Linked DNA regions of Mus musculus: region 1 is linked to region 2. A link is a contact called in public Hi-C data. All regions are on one chromosome and are shown on one strand. Each heading gives the region's core, a stretch centred on a gene start, on an enhancer-like site or on the middle of the called end of the contact. The rest is flanking DNA. Distances are from core to core; before and after follow the strand shown.

What was found. A called contact is a pair of places that touch in the nucleus more often than the background predicts.
Region 1: a contact with region 2 is called in a Hi-C map of myocytes, with 2.3 times the contacts expected there. The contact joins the promoter of Jph1 here to the enhancer-like site in region 2. A contact is called at or near these places in 1 of 39 promoter capture datasets (hippocampal neurons), 1 of 484 Hi-C or Micro-C datasets (myocytes) and 1 of 9 other capture datasets (liver).

Annotation. Positions count from the first base shown.
Region 1 is chr1:17,096,145-17,102,000 of GRCm38.p6, reverse strand. Jph1 (junctophilin 1) reads left to right here and starts at 4,112. Exons shown (of 5, transcript NM_020604.2): 1 at 4,112-4,775. The coding sequence starts at 4,397. Gm46085 (a long non-coding RNA gene) reads right to left here and starts at 4,168. Exons shown (of 3, transcript XR_001778833.2): 1 at 3,750-4,168; 2 at 3,176-3,320; 3 at 1,208-2,876. It overlaps Gm31982 (a long non-coding RNA gene), which reads left to right. Exons shown (of 4, transcript XR_865203.2): 4 at 3,216-3,428.
Region 2 is chr1:16,958,757-16,964,263 of GRCm38.p6, reverse strand. It overlaps a transcript of Jph1 not described here. Among named protein-coding and RNA genes, the nearest start is that of Gm46085, 140 kb to the left of the region's middle. Within about 2 kb of position 2,738, at least 3 of the 459 cell types and tissues checked have an H3K27ac peak or open chromatin away from gene starts, as enhancers often do. A contact at or near this core is called in myocytes, where this site is marked.

The DNA of each region.
Region 1 (5,856 bases), core at 2,863-5,362, 140 kb before region 2:
GGACAGTGGAAAAGATGAAGGAATGTTGTCACTGAGTAAAACAGTTCCAGTTATCAGAACTGGCCTATACCTAGGTTAATGTTGTGTCTGAGGAAGTGAAAGTCATGATACTGCAGAACGTAAGAGATACTCAGATGCTAGGATGATACTGTACAAGACAATGGCAGGGGACAGCACACAGATGAGGAGTTGTGGAATAGCTACTTTTCCTTTTAGAACACAAGGCAGTGACCTAAAGATGCTGACAAGAGTAGGCCTCTGAAGGCATGAGTGAATAATTTGAGTCTCAAAAGGAAGCACTATTGAAAATGAGAAAAAAAAATTTATTTACTGACTTTCAGTACCGAGTGCCTACTGTGTCCTGGTGTGTATTTCTGTGTTTTGTTTGCAGTGCAGGGATCTAAACCCAGAGCCTCATGTATCTTAGGCAAGCACACTACCCCTAAGCTACCTCAGTTTTGGTGTATTTGCATGAATTAGGGATCTTCCACTCCAACATGAGTAAATCATAACCAACTCCTCTAATTAACTATAATTTGTTCTTCAAATTCTACACAGTGGCATTATAAATCATTTAGCCAAACAAGAAATAAAACTCATCTCTACCACCCCTCCTTACTTCACACCCAGGTTGTTTCCTTCCACCTGAGGTCTTTCAAAGTACTCTCCAATAAAAACAGTATTAAAAGACTGAAGACACGTTGTTGGCACAAAGCTATAATCCACACACTTGTGGGAGGATGGTAAGGCAGGAGAATTTAATGATCCAGGCCAAGACACTCAACTCACCAATATCCTTCTTCAAAGAAAAAATAAAGAAGGGCTGGGGATATATTCAGAAGTAGAGTGCTTACCTAGCATACACCAAGCCCTGGGTTCAATCAGTAGTACAGAAAAATGAGATTTAAAAAGCTTACTGGTGTGCAGTAATTACACTAAACAAACAATTTGAAGAACACTGACTTTGGTATTCTTCTGATTTCATGCTATCTAAAAAGCTTAGATCTCTAATTTTTCAAAATTAATTAAATTTAAAATTTACTTAAATTTCATGAACACTTATCACAAATGAATCATTTGGATTTCTTTACAAATCAAGCTAATAATGTTCATTTTGAATTATGTGATTCACTTTAATTCTATATATGTCTTTATGCTCTTAATTCATGTTCCTGAAACAATAAACACTCATACTTCAGCCTTTTTGTCATCTATAAACTTTTTATTAAAACTCTCAGTAATTCTAATAGAATCATATCACTAAAAAATAACATCATTAAATTGTAAGCAAAACATCCTTACCAACATATGAACTGGACATACACTGCACCAGCTTACTGTTTATTATAAAAAATGTTTTAGAAGAGAAACTAGTAATGGCTGGGTTTTGTGTACAAAGGAAAAGAAGCTGCTAATTGTTGGCCCCTGGGCTTTACTGACCTCCCCCATTCCACCTGTCACACCAACATTCACATTCTCTTCTTACTAATCCAGTCTTAAAGCTAAATTCAACTCCCCCTTATCCAGGGCAAAGGTTCAGAGAGAGAGGGAACATAAGGACATTACTAACCCTGACTCTGAAATTACAACAGTATTCCACTGCCAGGATCTACTTGCTCTGCACCTCTTGCTCTGCCCTCTGCTCTCCTAGCATGGCCACCAAACCTCAATCTTTACGTTTATATACACGGCTATGGGATGAGGAGGCATCTCTTTGTGGTAGCATGAGGTAAATAGAAATATGGGCTCATGCTCTTCATTGGTTGAAAAACTGTTCAGGAGCCAGTAAAAGTTCATTACTAACTTTCTCCCGTAGGAGTCAGTCGCAGTTAGGCTAGAATTAAGTTTTGTTGAAATTAAACAGCTCGTATTTACTGCACGGTTCTCAATTTTACTTAAGGTTCTTTCTAAGGAAGGTTAGGCAGAAGAGCTGTGTGTTATCCTACACAAACCTCCATACCCCGCCCAGATGGTAAATGCAGACTTTACCATTACTTTCCCTGTACCATGAATGACTAGGTAGCTTTTGCAGAAGCCAGAAAATTGTGATGTCTAGTGTACTCCTTGAAAGCCCTCAGTTTTAGAGAATTGGGGAGGAAGACAAATACTTCAAGGGAAAAAAAAAAAAAAAAAAAACTCTTAAAGAACACTGGGATCCTAACACTAGAAGTAGGTCCCAAAACAAAACCCAACAAAAAGACAAAGCACAAGTGCTGCCTCTGGGAAGAACACCACTTGAAAGACAAAGAAAAGAAATATCAGTTTGAGCAGCTCTTCTTTTCCTATCGGACCAAACCCTCAGAACAAGTGGGACTTGATGCTGTGTGAGCCCCCAATGCCAGTGTTTCCTGTGACTGAGAAAAAGAGTTGTGGCTCAGCTGCAAAGCCCTGGGTCCTCATTTTCCCAGTGGCCTAAATCAATCCCCAGTGCAGAAAGGGATGCTGAGCAAGATGCCTGATTACTTCAGGCCACTAGGGTAAGCACTATTCCTGGCACTTCACAAGCAGTGCCATGGGCGAGGGGTTCTAATTCTTTTTGGTGATTTGGCTCAGTGTAAACAGAGTTGGGGTTTTGGGGGTTTTCTGTTGGTTTTGTTTTGTCTTCGTTTTTCCTTTCTGTCATTTACACAGATAAGCAGGAAAGGACAGCTCCAGTTCTGAGAGAAGGAATTATGCTCAGGAAAGAATCCTTTTCTCTTGCTCTCCTTTTGACAGTTGTCCTTTAGGGTTTTTATCTGATTATCAGCCACCTAGTGAGAGGCCCAAGTGCTCACCTGTTTTGTCCTCTCAGCCTGGGGAACAGCAGGAATGCACAATCTGAGAGTCCTTCTGAGACCCTGGCTTGTGACCTGGGGAAAAGACTTCCTCCACTGGCACTGTGAAGGCAAGGAGAGATCAATGCCACTCCTAAAAGAGGCTGTAGTATGTGATTCAACTATCCTGTTAGCAATTCTTGACTTTACGGGTACTACCATCGAAATACACCAAGTCTTTCCCCAACACAGAAAGGGGAGGGTATTTCCATTGAGAAAATGGAGATAAAGTTTAGAGGAGGTATCTGAAGTGAGTTCAACAAGGCAGTGAGTGCTGCTGCAGGAGAGTGCATCAGCTGACACCTGTCCTGTGTTTAGAAGTTCATGGCTTCTTTGTTACATTAGCAGAGTGCTTTACTTACCATATTTCTCCTTGAAAACTGTGTTTTCTTTTCTAAACAGTGGGCGACAGTGGAGAGGTCCCAGGTGTGCATTCCAGGCACTCAAGCAATACATACAGACTAAGCCTGTTTGGGTGCACAGCTCCAGGATGTAGCATTTCTAAAGCTGAGAACAGATGAGGGAACAGGCTGGAATGTAAAAGACAATGCCCTGTGTTCCTGCAATGCCAGCTACAAAGCCCATCACTTCTACAAATAAAACCCAAACAACTCATGCCCATGCTCTTTCAAACTGCATTGCCTCTCTTGGAATCTTCATGAAAAGAAATGCAAACACATGTGCCCTGAAATGGGTAGGTGTAAAAGAACATTCTGCACAATTATATCTAGGCTGCCACAGATTTATCACATGCAGACATATATTTGGAGCATATTAATTCATGATGACAGCTGCGCATGACAAATCCAACAGAGCTCAAGTTGGAATGCTGGGGGAAAAAATGCAACTACAAACCCTATGCAGACACACACCACCACCACCACCACCACCACCACCACCACCACCACCACCACCACCACCACCACCACCACCCACCTACACAAGAGTTGTCACTCTATCACACAGGTGGCCTCACTTGTAGAAGACTAAACACAATTGAAAAGCTGGAGGTTCCAGCAGCAAAGAGCAGGTCCCCAGCACAGGCAGCCGCACCTTTATCCGCAGGCTTGACCGTCTCACGTCTCAGAGTACACTGGCCCTCCCAGTCACAGCCCACTCCGCAGACACACACGTGCCCAGAGCTCGCGCGCCAAGCAGCCGGAGGAGAAGCTCGGCTCCGCGGGCTGGGGGCAGGGCCCGGCGGGCGGGCGTGCGGGCGGGCGTGTCATGGGGCCGGGCCTCCGCGCCCAGGGAGGGGACTAGGGGCGGGCGCGGGGCGGTGCCCGGCTCACGTGGGCGGGTGGGAGCAGCTGAAAGTCCGCTCTGGAGACTGGGCTGTCCTCTCGCGCGCGGCGCTGGCCGGGGCGGCGGCGAAGGAGGAGGGAGAGAGGCGGCGGTGGCGACGGCGAAAGAGGAGGGGAAGACGGGGGCGGCGTCGGACTGGAGCCGATCGGCGGTGCGAGCTGCCCGGGGCGCAGTCGTGAGCTCGCCCGACGGGCCCCTACCCCGGAGCTACACCCTGCGGTGCCCAGCTCTGCCCACGTTTGTGCCCCCACGAGGAGCGCGCCGGGGCTGCCCCCCGAATGACGGGCGGAAGGTTCGACTTCGACGATGGCGGCACCTACTGCGGCGGCTGGGAGGAGGGCAAGGCGCACGGGCATGGCATCTGCACGGGGCCCAAGGGCCAGGGCGAGTACTCTGGCTCCTGGTCGCACGGCTTCGAGGTGGTTGGAGTCTACACCTGGCCCAGCGGCAACACCTACCAGGGCTACTGGGCGCAGGGCAAGCGGCACGGGCTGGGGGTGGAGACGAAGGGCAAGTGGATGTACCGGGGGGAGTGGTCACATGGTTTCAAGGGGCGCTACGGGGTCCGGCAGAGCTTGTGCACCCCCGCCCGCTACGAGGGGACCTGGAGTAACGGGCTGCAGGACGGGTACGGCGTGGAGACCTACGGGGATGGAGGTGAGCGGCATCTCGGGAGTCTCCGAGGGCTGACGCGGTGGGCTCTTCCCTGGCTTCGGGGACGTGGGGAGGACGCGAGACGCACGTGTCCGGAAACCCGCCAAAACATCTGGGGAGTCTACCCTCCCTCTCGCCCTCCTCCCCATTTCGAGGGAGACCACTTGGTCTCGCGGCTGGGTCGCAAGTGTCTGCGGCTCCCCGGGCGGGTAGGCTGTCCATACCCCGGGAGTTAGGCGTGCAGGTACCTGGCCGGGGCCCAGAGCCGCGCTGCCCCGGGAGGGCTGGGCAGGAGAGAGGACACTGTCACTTGAGCCTGTCACATTACATTCCTGATCCCTCCCTCTCCAGGCCGGGTTTGAAATCGCCACTCCGGAGGAGTTAGAGGGACGTCTTGAGCTGTGTGGCTGCCGGTCGGTGCTGACCGCCGCGCGGTTTGGTTTCACGTAGAGTCTCGTATTTCGCTTCTGGCCCTCCAGTTAGCCTAAAGATAGAAGCCAGAACCCCATAAGTAGGATGTTGGGGAATTGGACCTTATTGAGGGTGTATTTTCTAGAGTCCTAGTTACAGGCAGCAGAGCAACTGCCCAAAGCAAGCGGCATTCCTAATTTTCTCCCTAACTTTCACTTGGCTCCTTAAAGTACTTTTGAATCAGAAGAACTGTAATCTTTGCTGACCTGGAGATCTTGAGAAAATGCTTTAGGAAAAATGGACGGAGTTTCCATTAAATATTTAAAAAGGTTAAAGAGTATGCTATATCCTGGATATACATTAGGGGTGTGGCCTAAAAAGTAAGCCTGGTTGTGATTTAACAATGTTTGCCTTATAATTTCTGTATGTTATAGGAACGGGTTCATTTTTTTTTTTTTCCGCTAAGAAAGCATACATTAGTGAAACAGGGGTCAAAAGTTGATTAATTTTTTTAAAGACAAAGCTGGGAGAGATGAATAGGGCTATGTTTGGGCAAAGACTATTTTCTGATAATAAACATAGTCATATTTAATTGAAAAGGATTATAGGATGTCACCTTTTGAAATTAAGCTGCTTCAGAGTTGGAGGATATTAAAGGGATCCAATTAAAAGT
Region 2 (5,507 bases), core at 1,489-3,988:
AAGTAATTTTATTTTTAAATAGGAGTAATGAGATCATATTTACATTCTATAAAGTTCACTCCAAGTGATTATTTAGAAGAAAGTACACCAAGTGAGAATAGTTTAAAGCAATGATAATCAAGTGAGAAAGAATTATAGACTGTATTAATGAAATCAAGGTGAAAATGTTTGAAATAAATCAGTAATTCAGGAAATCAGTAGTAATTCTGTCTGTGAACTATTGGCCACAGTTAAATCAGAAATCTAATAACTTATGGGAGTTCTCTAGGTGTATTAAGTAATTCAGTAATTCAGTAAATCAAAAGTAATTCAGAAATTATGTGGGATATCAGAAAGAAAACAATAAAAACTTACAGATTTCCAGTGAGCTGGAAAAATACCAATGAAATGAGGGTTGTATAGGAAGTATTGAGTTGAATTGAGACACAGAATTGGAAAGTCAATGGGACATGGGAATAGAGTTGCCAGTAGGTGGTTGGAAATGAGTTAGGGTTCCAGAGAAAGAGCTTGAATGAAACTGGATTGTCAGGTGGTTGGGAGTTGGTAGCTTTCACCAAGTATGAACCCAGAGAGCACACCCAAACAGAAAAAGAGAGAAAGGCTGCGGACAGATTTGGCAAATAACAGTGCAAAGGGTTGACAGGACAAATAAAGAGGGAAAGAAAGGCTGCAAGATAGCTCAGAAGTAAAACACTTGCCTCAGAGGCAGGAGGACCAGAGTTCAGATCCCCAGAACCAGAAGCAATAGCAAAAGTCTGAAATCCCAGCACTCCTGGGATCCCTGGGAGTTTTCAGGCCAGCTAAAGTGGTGTACGCAGCAGTAAATGAGGGATACTGTCTCAAAACAAGATAAATGGTAAATACTGACACTCTAAGTGGTCCTCTGATCTCGGCATACACACATACACATGAATACATACACACATACATATGAATACACATACACATGAATACATACGCACACATGCCTACACAAAGGTTAAGCAAGATGTGACTAAATATGGGAGGAAGTATCACAGGAGGATAAAGGAAGGAAAAACAGAACAGAGTGGACACTTATTGAATTTTGATGATATATTCAGCTCAGGAGTTTTAAATATGTTTTCTTACTTAATATGCCTGGAGAACTCCTGTGAGTAAGTTATTAGGTTTCTGATGTAACTGTTGCTAGTAAAGGTGAAATATATTATTCAGGATCACACAAGTGCTAGGCAGTGAATGAAAAAAGAAGGAAAGGCAGACATTTCTGGCTCCATGGCCCTTTCCATAGCATAAATTACATTAGAAAAGTCAAGTCAAATAGAAGCTGAAAACAACTGAATGAGCTTGAGAAACTGTAGCCCAGCCAGAGGCAGAGTGTCGTAGTCACATATCACAGAGAGAGTATTGGACTAAGTAAGCCAAGATGGTGAAAATAGAAAATGACCTTTACCATAAACAAACATCTTAATATTAGTGAACATGAGGTGCAACATACTGCTTAGAAGTTGCTGTTCTTAGAAGATCAGTCAGAAAAGGATTAGAGACATACAATGTATTGTCAGTTAATAGAAAATGCTGAGAAAAGAAAAATGCAGCCCTGTTAGTAAAGTACTTGCCAAGCATGCAGAAAGCACTGAGCTAAGACAGTGGCACACATCTGGAATACAAGAAATCTCAGGATGCGGGAGGGGGAGAATCAAGAGTCCGAGATCATCCTCTAGCTGCACAGCAATTGTCCATTGTTATCTGAGAGAACATCTGAAAAACTCAACTTAAAAGAAGAAAATAATCATGCTCATTGTCCCAGGGGGTTCAATTCACATGTACTTGGACACATTTGGTGCCTTTAGTAAGACAGAGCATCATGGTTGGAAAGAAGGCATGGAACACAGCTGCTCACCTCATAGTGAATGGGAGGAATGGACGAGAACCTGCACATATCCCTTAATGATGTATCCCAGTAAGCAAACTTCTCTCTGTTAGGTCTTACCTTTAAAACATGAAACCTTTTCTCTACATACTATTAAGTTGGATACCAAGCCTTAAATATAGGGATTTGGGGAACACTTAATATTTAAACCATAATAACCAAAAAGAAAGTAGAGAGTAAGAGGTACAGAGAGAAAGGACAGTAGTCTTTTAGATAGAGTGGTCTCTGAGAAGACAACATTTGAGCAAATGCTTGAGTAAAGCCTTGAACGAGAAAGGCAGAAAAATATCCCAGAGGAAGTGAATAGCAAATCCAAAATGTAGAACCCCACTAGCATTCTCTGGGGTCAGCTAAGAGGCCAACATGATAGGCACAAGATCAGAGACTATAGCAATCAAGACTATGGCAAGAAATCTGGTTTTTATTCTAAGTGAGATGGGAACCCCTGAGAAGCAAATAATACTACGCTTTAGTCATCCTAAACAGTGAGGTGACTGGGTTTACTCTCCAGAAAGTAGTGTCCCTATTTTTCCTTCACAACCTGGAGCGAGCCAAGCAAGGTAGCAAAATAGATTAGCTAGCATAACACTGATGGGTCAGGTCAAATCCACAGCAGGATTCTCTGTGGCTCCACCGGCCACTGATTCAGTTATCATATTCCTACCTTCGGTAGGGTGTGGCATTCACAGTAACCACTGTGTATAGAATAACCCTCAGCATTCTTGCTTGGAAGTCTTAATCTTGGCCCAGTCTCTCTACCCAGACAGATGCACTTAGACAACAGGAACCAAAAAAGGAATGGAACTCTCCAGTACCCACAACCTTGAATAGCCTCAGAGACATGCTTTGTCCCAATGTGGCCTCAGAGACTTAAAGGCTGAGCCTGTGGTCAGAGGCAACGGTTCACTGGGTGTGAGTACCAACCCTGCCCATCCCGAGGCCCTCCTAATGTAGGAAGTTAATAATAGACACTGACTCCATCATAAAGGGATTCCCAAGAGTATCTTCATGGGGCTCTGCAGCTGACCACAATTAGCCTCCTCCTCCTCCTCATCCCAGGAAGATTCCAGGTGATGGAAACAATAGGCTACAAGGCAGCCTCAGCCAAGTGGATATGTAAGCTCTCCAAAAAGTTGGAAAGCCAATCTTCCAACAAAAGACCATTTATCATGATTTTGCTGTCACCCTTTATCGTCTTTCTTCTAAGACTATTGACAGTGTGGACATGTCAACTGAGGTCATCTGTAACTGTTATGCCCTCCCTTCCATAGCTTTAGGGAAAAGAAGGCCTGTCTGGAAAGAAAGCTTCTCCCTTGAGATTTTCAGTGACTTGTCTCCCAGCAAAGGGTCTTTGTGCACACTAAGACCCACCCAGCCCCAGAAGCATGGGGGCCCATAAGACTAATGTGATTTGGTCAAACAACAGCATTGCAATGCTTTTGCTTGTTGAATTGTGGCTTGGATTGGATTCATTAGTTTTTTTTAAGATTTATTTATTTATTTAATAATGTATATATAAGTACTCTGTCTCTCTCTTCAGACACACCAGAACACATCTAGCCCCATTACAGATGGTTGTGAGCCACCACGTGGTTGCTGGAAATTAAACAAAGGACCTCTGGAAGAGGAGTCAATGCTCTTCACCACTGAGCCCCGAATTTATGATTTTTTACTTCCACCTCAACTCCAAAGACCTTCACTGAAGTCAGAAGTAACTATTTCGCTTTATTTCTTTGTGAAATATTCTACAACTCTCTACTTTTGTCTTATCTAGCATGTAACTCTAAAAAATATTCTCACAGCACAAGTCCACATAGACAACAGGATCTGTGTTCCAGCAAATTTGAAAGTGATTTCAATTGTACATAGTTTTAAATTCTAACCAGCTATATATCATATTTTAAATTCCCATTATTTCTACTTTGCTAGGTTTAAATGAATTACATTTAGACGACGGAGTGTATGGAATAAACCCATGTCACCACATATTTATCTAGCATAGCACTGATGAATATGTCCTGTGTTTGCTTCACCTTTATCTCCATTTAGAGAGCATAAAACACATAACACAAATCTGTGAGTGAATGTATGGGCAGCCTGATGAACAAATTAGCACTTACATTGAAGAAGCCATGGTAGTAGCAAAATGGCTTTGCCCATTCTCAGGACCAGAAAAGTCCTGTTTTGGGGGGGGGGGTGTTCCAATAGCATATAGTTAGTTCAGTCGTGTCTGCTAACTATTCTAAGAATGAAATCAAAGGAAACAGAAAACATCAAGAAATTTTCAGTTTAAAATTATGTGGGAAAGAACTGTGACCCAAACATCAAATATCAGTAAACAGAGTTTCCTCTTCTCACTTCTTCACCTCTTCCCACTTCTCCAGAAAACAGAGGTGACACTTTTTTCTTTGTAGAAATTATGGTGATATCATTTGTTGTACAAATTACATATATTTATTCTTCATATGTTTATTTTCATAATTACAAAGGTTAACAACATGTTCAATGTTACAGCATATAGAAATACATAAACGTAATATAAAAATCTTCAGGTTTCTAAAAGGAAACCCTGGTTATCTTTTAATTGTATACAATTTTTCTTTGATTTAAGGCTTTAGTAAAACAGATTTGGGGCTGGGCGCACGCCTTTCATCCCAGAACTTGGGAGGCAGAAGAAGGCGGATTTCTGAGTTTGAGGCCAGCTTGGTCTACAGAGTGAGTTCCAGGACAGCCAGGGCTATACGGAGAAACCCTGTCTTGAAAAACAAAAACAAACAAACAAACAAAAACAGACTTGGAAGAAATTATACTCATTCCAGTGGTTCACTGTCCTTCATTCTCTAAACAAATGTCATCTCCTTGAGGACAAGATGCAGCAAGCATGTGCCTCGTTCACTGCCCTGACTCCAGCATCTTCACACATAGGTGTTCTACAGCACAAGGCTTGTGGATGCGCATGAACTATGCTGGATACCCACATCCAGTTACAGTATCATCAGTCGCTGCACTGGTGGGAACTTGAGTAAAGACTGCTTTCTTGAAAACTTAGAAGACAGGTATTTGTCTAAAACAGTCAATCATGTTCTACACTCAGTCCTCACCATCCTTATTATATAAACTCCACTCTCCGATTTCACAAATCTACTCCAACCTAGATTGGTCCCCACTCTTGGACTCTCACATTTACTGTGCATATTTTCTTATGTTCTCTAATACAGTCAACTTATTGAGATGGGGAATATCAAAACTTTACTTGGTATAACCAAGCAATAGGTTATCACAATATTGCATCAATGAATAACTGGTTGAGTAGACAAGTAGCCAGTCACACACAGAAATAGCTTCATTCACTGAAAGAAATGTAATTAATTGTGACTCTTAGTGGGAATTTGAGGAATGGAGCAAATATGGTTCTGGGGACCCTGTTACATTTCTGAAAAGCAGCTGCTTCCTTGGTTGTGTCTGGATGAACTGACCTATGGCAAGCCTCTCTAATGCTCTCCCCTAACTGGGTCATGCCTGACCCAAATCTTTGGGGTTTAAGAAATTTTCTCCATGTAGAGATTCTATTTCATGGTTGATTCCCCACCCCCAA